3 separate regions of the Drosophila melanogaster genome follow, and regions 1 and 2 are each linked to region 3. The links are chromatin contacts, called in public Hi-C and HiChIP or PLAC-seq maps. All regions are on one chromosome and are shown on one strand. Each heading gives the region's core, a stretch centred on a gene start, on an enhancer-like site or on the middle of the called end of the contact. The rest is flanking DNA. Distances are from core to core; before and after follow the strand shown.

What was found. A called contact is a pair of places that touch in the nucleus more often than the background predicts. HiChIP or PLAC-seq counts read pairs in DNA pulled down with a chosen protein or histone mark.
Region 1: a contact with region 3 is called in a POLR2A S2P HiChIP or PLAC-seq map of the Kc167 cell line, with 4 times the contacts expected there. The contact joins two enhancer-like sites. A contact is called at or near these places in 3 of 107 Hi-C or Micro-C datasets (the D17-c3 cell line, the Kc167 cell line and the S2 cell line) and 1 of 6 datasets of contacts at active chromatin or transcription factors (the Kc167 cell line).
Region 2: a Hi-C map of the Kc167 cell line shows a contact between it and region 3, with 2.1 times the contacts expected there. The contact joins the promoter of CG14810 here to the enhancer-like site in region 3. A contact is called at or near these places in 10 of 107 Hi-C or Micro-C datasets (the Kc167 cell line, the S2 cell line, the Sg4 cell line and 2 more).

The regions. Positions count from the first base shown.
Region 1 is chrX:1,516,373-1,519,478 of dm6, reverse strand. It overlaps inc (insomniac), which reads right to left. Exons shown (of 7, transcript NM_001297857.1): 7 at 1,864-3,106. Among named protein-coding and RNA genes, the nearest start is that of CG14795, 5.1 kb to the right of the region's middle. Within about 2 kb of position 1,653, at least 34 of the 39 cell types and tissues checked have an H3K27ac peak or open chromatin away from gene starts, as enhancers often do. A contact at or near this core is called in the Kc167 cell line, where this site is marked.
Region 2 is chrX:1,818,695-1,821,993 of dm6, reverse strand. It overlaps CG14810, which reads left to right and starts at 1,653. Exons shown (of 3, transcript NM_130585.2): 1 at 1,653-1,687; 2 at 1,754-1,811; 3 at 1,873-2,499. The coding sequence starts at 1,782. The coding sequence ends at 2,451. The region is part of intron 2 of prage (prage,); the gene reads right to left. It overlaps CG14811, which reads left to right. Exons shown (of 2, transcript NM_130586.2): 2 at 1-525. The coding sequence ends at 494.
Region 3 is chrX:1,647,798-1,651,359 of dm6, reverse strand. All of the region lies in intron 2 of Mur2B (Mucin related 2B), which reads left to right. It also overlaps a transcript of br not described here. Among named protein-coding and RNA genes, the nearest start is that of dor, 15 kb to the left of the region's middle. Within about 2 kb of position 2,224, at least 7 of the 39 cell types and tissues checked have an H3K27ac peak or open chromatin away from gene starts, as enhancers often do. A contact at or near this core is called in the Kc167 cell line, where this site is marked.

The sequences.
Region 1 (3,106 bases), core at 404-2,903, 130 kb after region 3:
CTTTCTGGGGCAATAGATATTAAGGACCTCATAGCCGTGATCACTAAATGCTTGTTCTATCTGCGAACTAGGAACATTAGCATGGATTCCTTTAAGCACTACTCTGTAGGGTTTTTCTTCTTTAAGTTGGTGATGCCAGAATTGACAATTTAACTTATTTAGTTCTTTTACAGCGGTGCGGAAAGCATCAGGGTTGGCTGTATAGATTCTGGATACACCAAATCTAGAGGTGCGGATGTAGTAGTTTGAGGAGCCAATACTCAGATTAAGAGCCCGTTCCAAGGTGACCGGATCACTTACACTTGGTACGCATATGGCTGGGGGTTTGCTATATTTAGCGGATTGTCCACCACCATCTCGGGCAGCAGAGTCTTCAATGTCAGAATCAGCATCCGACACGTCTTGCTCCATATTCTCCGCTTCAGCAGACAAAAGCGCGAAGCGATTGTTATTTAATGCTGCTGCAGTGGAGGTAGAGGCCTCCTCATTGAGTGGCATAGTGGCCTGCCTTTTAGTTTTACGGCTTGGAGAAGGGGTGAGGATAGGTAATGGGGGCTGAGACACGCCTTTTCGTTTCCTGTTGACAGTACGATCATGTGCTTGAAAGGGGCATTTCGCTTTAGATGGCTTATTGGGCAGTGATGACAGAGGTGTCGGCAGTCCATTGTCATAAGGCGTAGTTGGGCAAATGCTAGTGGTCACGGTTGTGCAATCAGTGTATGTAGGAGTACAGATCATGTTGGCCTGTACGTTAGAAATAGTGCAGGTAACACTTGCATTGGTGTTGCTGCTGATTGTCACCATTAAGCTGGAGACCGTAGATTGAGTTGGCATACCTTCCAGGTTAGGGGAAACAACTGCACAGCTGGCGCGGAGTTGGGAGCGTAATTCTCCTGGCTCAACACCTGCTACTTTCCTCATTTTCTCAAATTTATCGCACCCATTGCTAGGTCGCGATTGAGCAAATGAATTCTCCATTATATCAATTGTCTTTATACTTATGCCGTATAATGCAATTGATATTTACTAAACACGATAAGATTTACCGGTTTACTTGTAAGGTAAATTGTAACAACCTCCCGCTTGCGCAGCGCGCAGGGCGAGGGGCAAAAACAACACAGCTTAGAGATTGCTAGTTGCTGATAAGTTTCGCGAACCGAAGCCGTCACCGTTATGCAGTGACTAAAAATAGATTTTGTTTGTGAGATAAGCACACGATCTGCGCAAATGTTTGTGATGGATCACAATTACGTTTTTGTTTTATCCGCGACTTCTGTGAACACGTCCACTCGATTGCTCATCTCCCATGCGACTGAAAAAAAAAAAAAAAAAAAAAAAAAAAAAAAAAAAAAAAAAAAACATCATCGTAAAAAAAAAAAAAACACTTTATCACATGCAAAATTTTGTGTAGCATACTTTTGGGGGCTGCTGAACCTCCCAGACACCTGCTGGCATTTCTGTTCGCCTGGTACCACGACTCGAAATTTTACTCAATTTGGCCGAGAAAACTGGCCACGGCCGTCTTCAAAATTGCATGTTTCTCTATTCTAGACACCAGGCCAACAGAAACCGTAGCAACTGCCAGCTGACTGATCGAAGGAGGCAAAAACAGCTGATCACTTCCATGTTGCCCCCTCCATTTGCACCTTCCAATACGTCTATCCACCAATAGGAAACTAGATCAATTCAACAAAACCGTTAGTTTTGGGATAACTGGAAGCTAGAGATGAGCAAACGCGTTGATTTTTTGTACGTGTCACGAATTAGGCACGAGGTTTCAGCTAGTTCGGATGTATTTATTTGACCGTGCTGAAAACAAATGTGCACGCCCCCATCTCTAAGCAGCAGCAGAACAGACTAATTAGCTGGTTCCTTAAAGCACTTTTATTAGCTTCGAATTTGTCCAAGACTTAGGATTCTGAGCCACCAGTTTTCTCGTGGCGGCCAGCAGGATACCAGCAGGAAAGATCTAAATTTGCCCGGGGGACATGCACATTAATAACATAAATATACAATTATCATATATAAAAACTTAAACAAGAAAATTTAAGATATTAGAAGTAAAGAACGCTTTTGAAGTGTCCTTGCTGAAGTTTGGTACATTGCTTCGCACTTCCGAAGCTTTGTTCCTTTAAAGCTTATATTATCGGGCTTCGGGTTGTGCGTCCTTGATAATCCCGGGAGTATGGCTCACCACCAACACGAATCCGGAGACCACTGAACTGCTGATTGTCATACTGCTTCTGTAAAATCCTTAACCAGTTCCCGCACTTGAGCTTTTTCGGAAGGCTTTAAAGCACAAAGCGCATTCACAGGACGAAGCTGCTTGGGGATGTTTTTTAGAAAAGGGTTCCAAGTTTATTCATATATATTCATATTATTTGAGGGAGCAGCATCCAGGATCCGATCCAGCTCCAGCTCCAGCGACAGCCGGGTTCTGGGCGGGACTGAGCATCCGCGGCTGCAGAATACAGGATACAGGATACAGGGTACAAGGTACGGGGCACAGGCTGTTTAAAGTGGGTATGAGTACATCCTTATGGAGTTACAGTAGGGGTTAGGCTATGCTATCGTATTATTGTTAGAGTTAAGAGTTATCTGTACTTGTTGCCGTGTCTGTACTAACTTGCAGTGGCCTTTCTCTGTATTGCTAAGTGCCAGACACTGCGTCCGGCGTAATCGGGCGCTGCGGTTCTACTACTTGCTAGTGTAAAGGTTCTTCGTCGAAATAATCCTCGTAAGCATAAGTTATACTCTATATAATCTGCACCAGCTGTGCTCGTAAAATAAGTCAAAATGGATACAAAATGGGTACGAGTAGGTGGCGACGTTCTGGATCATCTTCAATTTTCGCTTGTTTTCTTTTTCGTGTATAAATTAGTAACTATTTAAAATTATATACATTCATGTAGTACTTATCATATTATAGATATCATGCCTGTCTGTACAAAACGTCGCCGGATAGGTTTTCATTTTCGTTAATCATTTTCTTTTTCACACATGTATATCCTCACTATAATGTATTCGCATGTATGTATTTTCTTTGAGTGCAAGTTCACATAAATTCAGTCGTGATTCAATTGATTTCCTAAAGTTGATCTTCGCC
Region 2 (3,299 bases), core at 404-2,903, 170 kb before region 3:
CTCGCGCCGAAGAGGACCTAACCCGTCAATTGGCCAGCGTGTCCTTAAAACCAAAACAGCCTGTGGCTTCCACCTCGAATGAGCAGTTTTTTGCCAGCAACCTGCATTACTATCCCCATCTGCCCCAGCCAACTGCGGTGGGCCACTACCAGACCTATGCCGAAATCAAGAGCCTCTGGTTGAAGGGTCATTTCTCCCAAGCTTGTAACCCCACCTCGCGGTCGATGCAACCGCCTCGTCGTATTTCTATCACCAACGAGTTCCCGGATGATCAACCGAAGCCAGCTCCCAAACGCCGCTACTCGCTTGTCCGCCGCAACTCGATTAACCTCCCAATTGGGTCCAATTTTGCTATGCCCGTGCTGATGGAGGAGGAGAAGGAGGAGGATGAAGTGAAGGATCTAAATGAGAACAGCGGCTCCACCAAGCCAGCTACATCGACCTCGAAAGGCGCAATCCCGAAGCAGCCCAAGAAGTTCGCCTTAACCTTCTAGAAATGCTGTGACTAATAAATCTACCTAACTGGGCGCAACGACTATTATAACTTGGTCGGGATCGGGCTTAGGGATTCATTGACGCAGTGGGGCAACTTATGTCGCAATTGTCATGTCATTTTTAATAAGGGTTTCACTGCTCGCTTGCTTCGATTGCAGAAATTTCAAATCAACGCAATTTTAGCGCTTCATAGTGTGGCACGAAAGTATGGTGTAGCTTTTACAGGGTTCTGTACCACGCTTCACGGTTTGCTCCATTCTTGATGGGCATTTAAAGCTTACGTTGTTTAAACTAGTTTTCTGTGCTTAGCTTAGTTAAGACTATACCATGAATAAAACAATTGAGGCATTAAAGCCCGCAGAGGTTGCCTTCACTGGTTGAACACGCGCTGAGGATTTCACCAAAGCTTTCAGAATTGATATTACCCCCACATTGGTCTATAGCTATTCAATTAGTTAAGACTTTTGTATGAATGAAGGCAAGGTTTGCCTTGTTGTTACATTTTGAATTTCTATTTTTAAGAAAGCCAATTCAAAACAAGAAAGCCCGTTACTTAGCTAGTGTGAATGCGATTGCGAAATTTAATCATTTTTCTGGGATAGATATTGGGTAATAAAATCAGGAAAAATTTGAAAATTGTTCCAAAGTGTGGGCGTGACCGATTTGGCAGCTTTAGGGCGTTATAGTGGGCGTAGCAAAAAGTTTTTTGGCAAATCAATAGAAATTTTTAAGAAAATGAAAATTTTCGATAATTGGTTCAAAATTAGAGTGGACGTGGCAAGTAAAGTCAACAAACTTGTGCTGCGTCCTTGTCTCTAGAATTTGTATGCTGAATCTCAACCTTTTAGCTTGAGATCTCAACTGTTCGCGATTCGCTGGCAAAGGCGTTCGTTCAATTGGTTAGAGAAGAGTCCCTGATGAATTACAATACAAAGTGACAAAGCCTTGAAAACACGAAACAATATAAACGATATGAAATGATCTTAAAATCTTGAACTTCTGACTAGGAAACAATAAGAAGCACATCTCTAATAATCTATCAAGTAGGGTTGCCACCCTATCGATAACAGTGGAGCCATTAGTAAAGGGCAAATTTAAATTCTAAGAACTCTGCTCCAGAAACTTCAACGTGATAGTCAACTTGTTTTTCTGAGCCAAAAGGATAGGTCATTACGATTGAGGACGACGACCAGTGAGTTCTATACTATATAGCTCTATATTCGACTAATTGTTTTTGTTCGTTACTTAAATAATCAAGACTGCGCTAAGTCATAATTAAGCCAAAGATGGAAAAGAATCTACCGGCATCCATTTCGGTATGTTCAAGAGTGTAATATTGGTATTTCGCGTTTTGCCTATAATTGTATTCCCTTGAAGAAGAACAAGAGATTCGAATCGACGATGATGAGTTCTCCCGTGCCAAGTTTTGCCAAGTCCAATGGGATGAAAAAGAAGACTACGACCTTTTCACGATTCATCCGCACCGATCGTGCCGCAGGGGGCTTGACCAATGGGGTGAAAAAGAAGACTGTATCCGTTTCGCGATTCAGCCGCGTCCATCGTGTCGCAGAGGACCTGACCCGTGAATTGGCCGGCATGTCGTTGAAAAAACAGGCTGTGCAACCGCGTCGTCGTTATTCTTTCACCAATGAGTTCCCGGATGATCCACCAAAGCCAGCTCCCAACCGTCGCTGCTCGCTTGTCCGCCGCAACTCAATTAACCTCCCAATTGAGTCCAATTTTGATATGTCCGTGCTGATGGATGATGATGATGAGGAGGAGGAGGATGATGAGATGATGATGGCGAAGGAGGAGGATGATGAGATGATGATGGCGAAGGAGGAGGAGGATGAAGTACAGGATCTAAATATGACCAGTGGCTCCATCAACCCAGCTACATCGACCTCGAAAGGCGCCATCCCGAAGCCGCCCAAAAATTTCGGCTTTACCTTCTAGAAATGCAAGGACTAATAAATCAAGCTAGCTGAGCGCTACGACTATTATAACTATTCATTGACTCATTGGGGCGACTTATGCAATTGGGTATATGGTTATCTACAACTCGGATCGGCTCGTATGACTCATGATCACGTAGAGGTGCTTCTGTTCAGGTTGAACCAATATCGGAAAATGCGGTCTTATAGCACGAACCTCGAACATGACGCAATTATCCACATGGATGGCTGTTTGCAATTAATTTATCTATTGGCTTTATATTCTGTGAAATTGTCATGTAATTTTTAATAAGGGTTTCACTGCTCGCTTGTTTCGATTACAAAAATTTCCAATCAACGCAATTTTAGGGCCTCATAGTCTGGCACAAAAGTATGGTGTAGCTTTTAGCAAGGTTCCGCACCAGGGTTGAGTATTTGCTTCTTTCTTAATGGGCATTTAAAGCTCACGTTGTTTAAACTAGTTTGTTGTGCTTAGCTTAGTTAGGTCTATACCATGAATAGAATAAAAAAAAACAAGAAAAACAAAAGACGCGTATACTAGATTCGTTGATAAGTATGTAACAGGCAGAAGGAAGTATTTCCGACTATATAAAGTATATATATTCTTGATCAGGATCAATAGCCGAGTCGATCTAGCCATGTCTGTCTGTCCCTATAAACGTAGAGATCTTAAAAACTATAAAAGCTAGAAGGTTAAGATTCAGCATACAAATTCTAGAGGCTAGTTTGTTGACCTATGTTGCCACGCCCTCTCTAATGCCTACAAACTGCACAAAACTGCCACGCCCACTCTAACGCCCTAAAGCCGCCAAACCGGTCACGCCCACACCTTCGAAAACTTTTTAATTT
Region 3 (3,562 bases), core at 975-3,474:
TTCAGACTTTTCGTTTGCCAAAAGAAGCAAGAAAAAAAATACATACATTGGGGAAATTGAAAATTTCGCCATGCGCCTAGATTATGCGTGGGTGCGTTACATTAAGAGTTAATTATAATAGGTTGTATAAAATATAAAATTCGACTATACTCGCATATAACGTATCAGCGCTCAAACTTTTTTCCACTTCCACTTCCTGTCCTCATCTCTCACGCTTTTCCTTTCTATCTTCATATATGTAGATACTATCGGTCATTTAGGCCTGACTTTTAACTAAGGCTACTATCCTTTCTATCGCTATCCCAAAGCTTATGGGGACCCCAACGAAAAATCCAAGATGAAATTGCACGCGCCTAAAAAAATATTGTCGTTTCCTGCGGTTTCTTTGCCTGAGACCACCTGATACGGCCTGTTCTAGTTCTAAATCTCGCCCCCCTCCAAAGTTCTACTTCGAGTGATCAGTCTTCAAATTAAGTTAAGGTGTGCTGGAAGCAAAGTAAACCATCATCATCTACATATATCTGGTCGCTAATTTTGATTATACATTTTGAGTCGCAAAGTGTGCCAATTGGAAAGCATAGTATAGTACGTACCATAAGTGCCGGCACTTCAACTGGGGACCGTCAATTAAATTGTTCCTTGTCGAGTTTCAGCTACATACATATAAGCTAACGTTTATCGATGAGTGCTCATCGCCCCCTTCGGTTGAGTTTAACACTAGTCAGTCCTGGTCCCCGTTACTCCCATCCACTACTTCCCAAGCTTCGAAACGCGCACGACTTACTCATCTGATTAACTCCACTCAGTGCTATTTCCACCTATACACGATCACGATCCAAGATCTCCGCCCACCCGACTTTCATCTCGAAAATTGATTTATGCTTTGCTGCGTATGCGTTATGCTGAGTCATAGTCTTAGTTATATTCGTATCGCATTCGTCTCATAGTTATGCAAATACATTTACAAATGTATTATGTATTTATGTATACTCGTGTGTGGTTTCCTAGGAGCAACGCTCTTAGTTGTAGATAAGTAAAAAAAAAAATCGTATTACACACTCGTTCACTTAGGGCTAGGTTTACATTGTTGTGGTTTTTACATTGACCTTGCTACTCATTTGATGAATATTTAGTGGCTGCTAAATGTACACATATGTTTATGTATATATATATATCGTATCTTACAATCATATCAAAAAAACAAAAAAAAATATATATATATGCATTGGTTTTTTTTTTTTGTTGTTTTTCTGTTCATGAGTGTGCAGTGGTGAGGAAGATAGAATAGTTATATGTATGCTGTACAAATATACCGGGAAATGTTGCACATTGGTTGAGTGACTTCGATTCAGTGTGATCCCCGGCTGCATCGATACGGGGATCGGTTCCTTTCGGCCCCGATCGAATGTGATCTGATTGGACAGGATCGGATTCACATTCAGATTCAGAGCCGGGGTGACGATGGGTGATGACATTCAGCGCATTTATTGGGTAATACTCAGGGGCGTGTGTGGGGTGGGCATGAGCATGAGCATGAGGATGGACATGTGGCATGTGGCATGTGGCATGGTTAACAGTCTTCTATCCTGTGCTCCAGGCTCCAAGCGTTGGAGCGCTGCTTCTCCTAATCTAGTGTTTAGTGACAAACTCTATTCGCATCCCAATTTGGGATGGTCAAAAAAAATCCTTATATGTATACGAGTACGATTCCAACGCGATCTGAATGAGTGTGCGTGTGTGTGTGTGTGTGTGTGTGTGTGTCGGTGTGTCCATTATGCTTGTATATAGCTACATATACATATATAGCTTTATCGTAAAAGACCTTTGTTTTTGCTTGCTTTATAATCAAGTCGTAAATAATCACAGTTTTTCCATTTGCCTAAAAATGTTTTTGTCTTCCTTTCCTCTCCTAGCTTGCGCTTTCATCATTGCTTTATCTCGATGTTCGCCATTGTATTTTAGTTTTCTTTCGTTTTTTTTTCTGGCCGAAAAAGTCTTTGAATTTTCCGTTCTGTGAGATCCGAAATTGAAATGTCTACGTGGTAGTAGTATAGTCCTAATCTCCCTCTGCTCCTTTTTCGTTCGGTCGGTTCTTCTCCTTCTCCTCCTCCTTGTTCTCCTCCTCGCTTCCTCCTCCTCGCTTCCTCCTCCTCGTCCTTCTCCTCCTTTGTGTGTGTGTGTGTGCCTTTGTGTGCGCGTGTGCGTGTGTCTGTTGCCCGATCATCATTCGTAGCATACTTTCTGGCGCCTTGCTTATTGGTCTAGTAAATTCATGCGTTCATATGGATGCTGGTGCGGATGGGGATGCGGGTGCTGGTGCGTCAGCTGGTGGGGATGCTGGTGGGACATCGGATGCTGATGTGCTAGGTGGTGTGGCAGGTGGTGCTGCAGGGCGGCGGCGGCTGAGAATCCACCGCCCCCGGCCGCGTGCTCCAGCTGGGTGAGATCGACAGTGGGCGTGCCACTCGGCCCCTGCACTCCTCCGTACTCCTGTCCGCCTCCGTTGATTGACTCCGGCCCAGCTCCCACTCCACCTGGGCCTCCTCCCGATCCACCCGCCGCAGCTGCTGCCGCTGCAGCCGCCGCTGCCGCCGCGGAGTTGTTGAGCGCCACGTGGAACAGCTGCTGCAAGAGTTGCTGCTGATCTTATAAGAAGTCCATGCACGGTTTGACAATGCCCGGCGACGACTGTTGCTGCTGCTGCTGGTGCGCCGCCGCCAGCTGGAGCGTGGAGCTGGCCGTACCCCCGGCCACGGCAGCGGCGCCAACGATCGGAGAGAGAAGCAGTTCGGCCGCCGCGGCAGCTGCGGCTGCAGCAGCAGCCACTGCATTGCCCCCGGCCCCGCCTACCGATCCACCGCCCACATTAACGCTATTGTTGGCCGCCGCTGCTGCTGCGCTCAACGAACTGAGCGACTGATGCAGCCGACTGCCCGGACTGCCCGCTTGGCTAACCCCGGCGCCGTGGTGGAAATACGAGTGGTGGTTCTTCTGGCGGCGATGATAGATGCTCTTGTGGTTGTTCAGCGAGTTCAGCGTGCGGAAGACCTTGTGGCACAGGTTGCAAACGGCGTTGTTCAGCGGCTGCAGGTGCTGCTGCTCCTTGTGGCGTTTCAGCGTGAGCTTGGTGCTCAACAGTTTGCCGCACACGTCGCACCGGTGGCAGGCGTTGAGGGGCAGGGGCAGGAGGAGTCTATTGGCCTGGGCCACGTCCTGGGCGCGCACTGATGACAGCAGGCTGCCGCCGGGTCCTCCCGGTCCGCCAGCGCCGCCTCCGCGTCCACCCGCTCCGCTGGCCGAGGAAACGGCCCCCGAGGGGGAGAGCGAGGCGCGTCTGTGGTGCAACAGGTGATGGTGCTCCATGGGCGATCCGGCGCGTGCCAAGGCATGGGCGTGGGCGGCATGAGCATGGGCGTGAGCGTGGTGGGCGGCAGCGGCGCTCAGCTCGTGGTGGGTCGCGTGCAGCTGGTGGTGGCTGGGCAACAGCGACAATGGGTGCTGGCCGAAATGTGAGTGGTGCGACGGCGGCGGCGGTGGTGGTGAGCCGGTGCCGCCTGGCCTC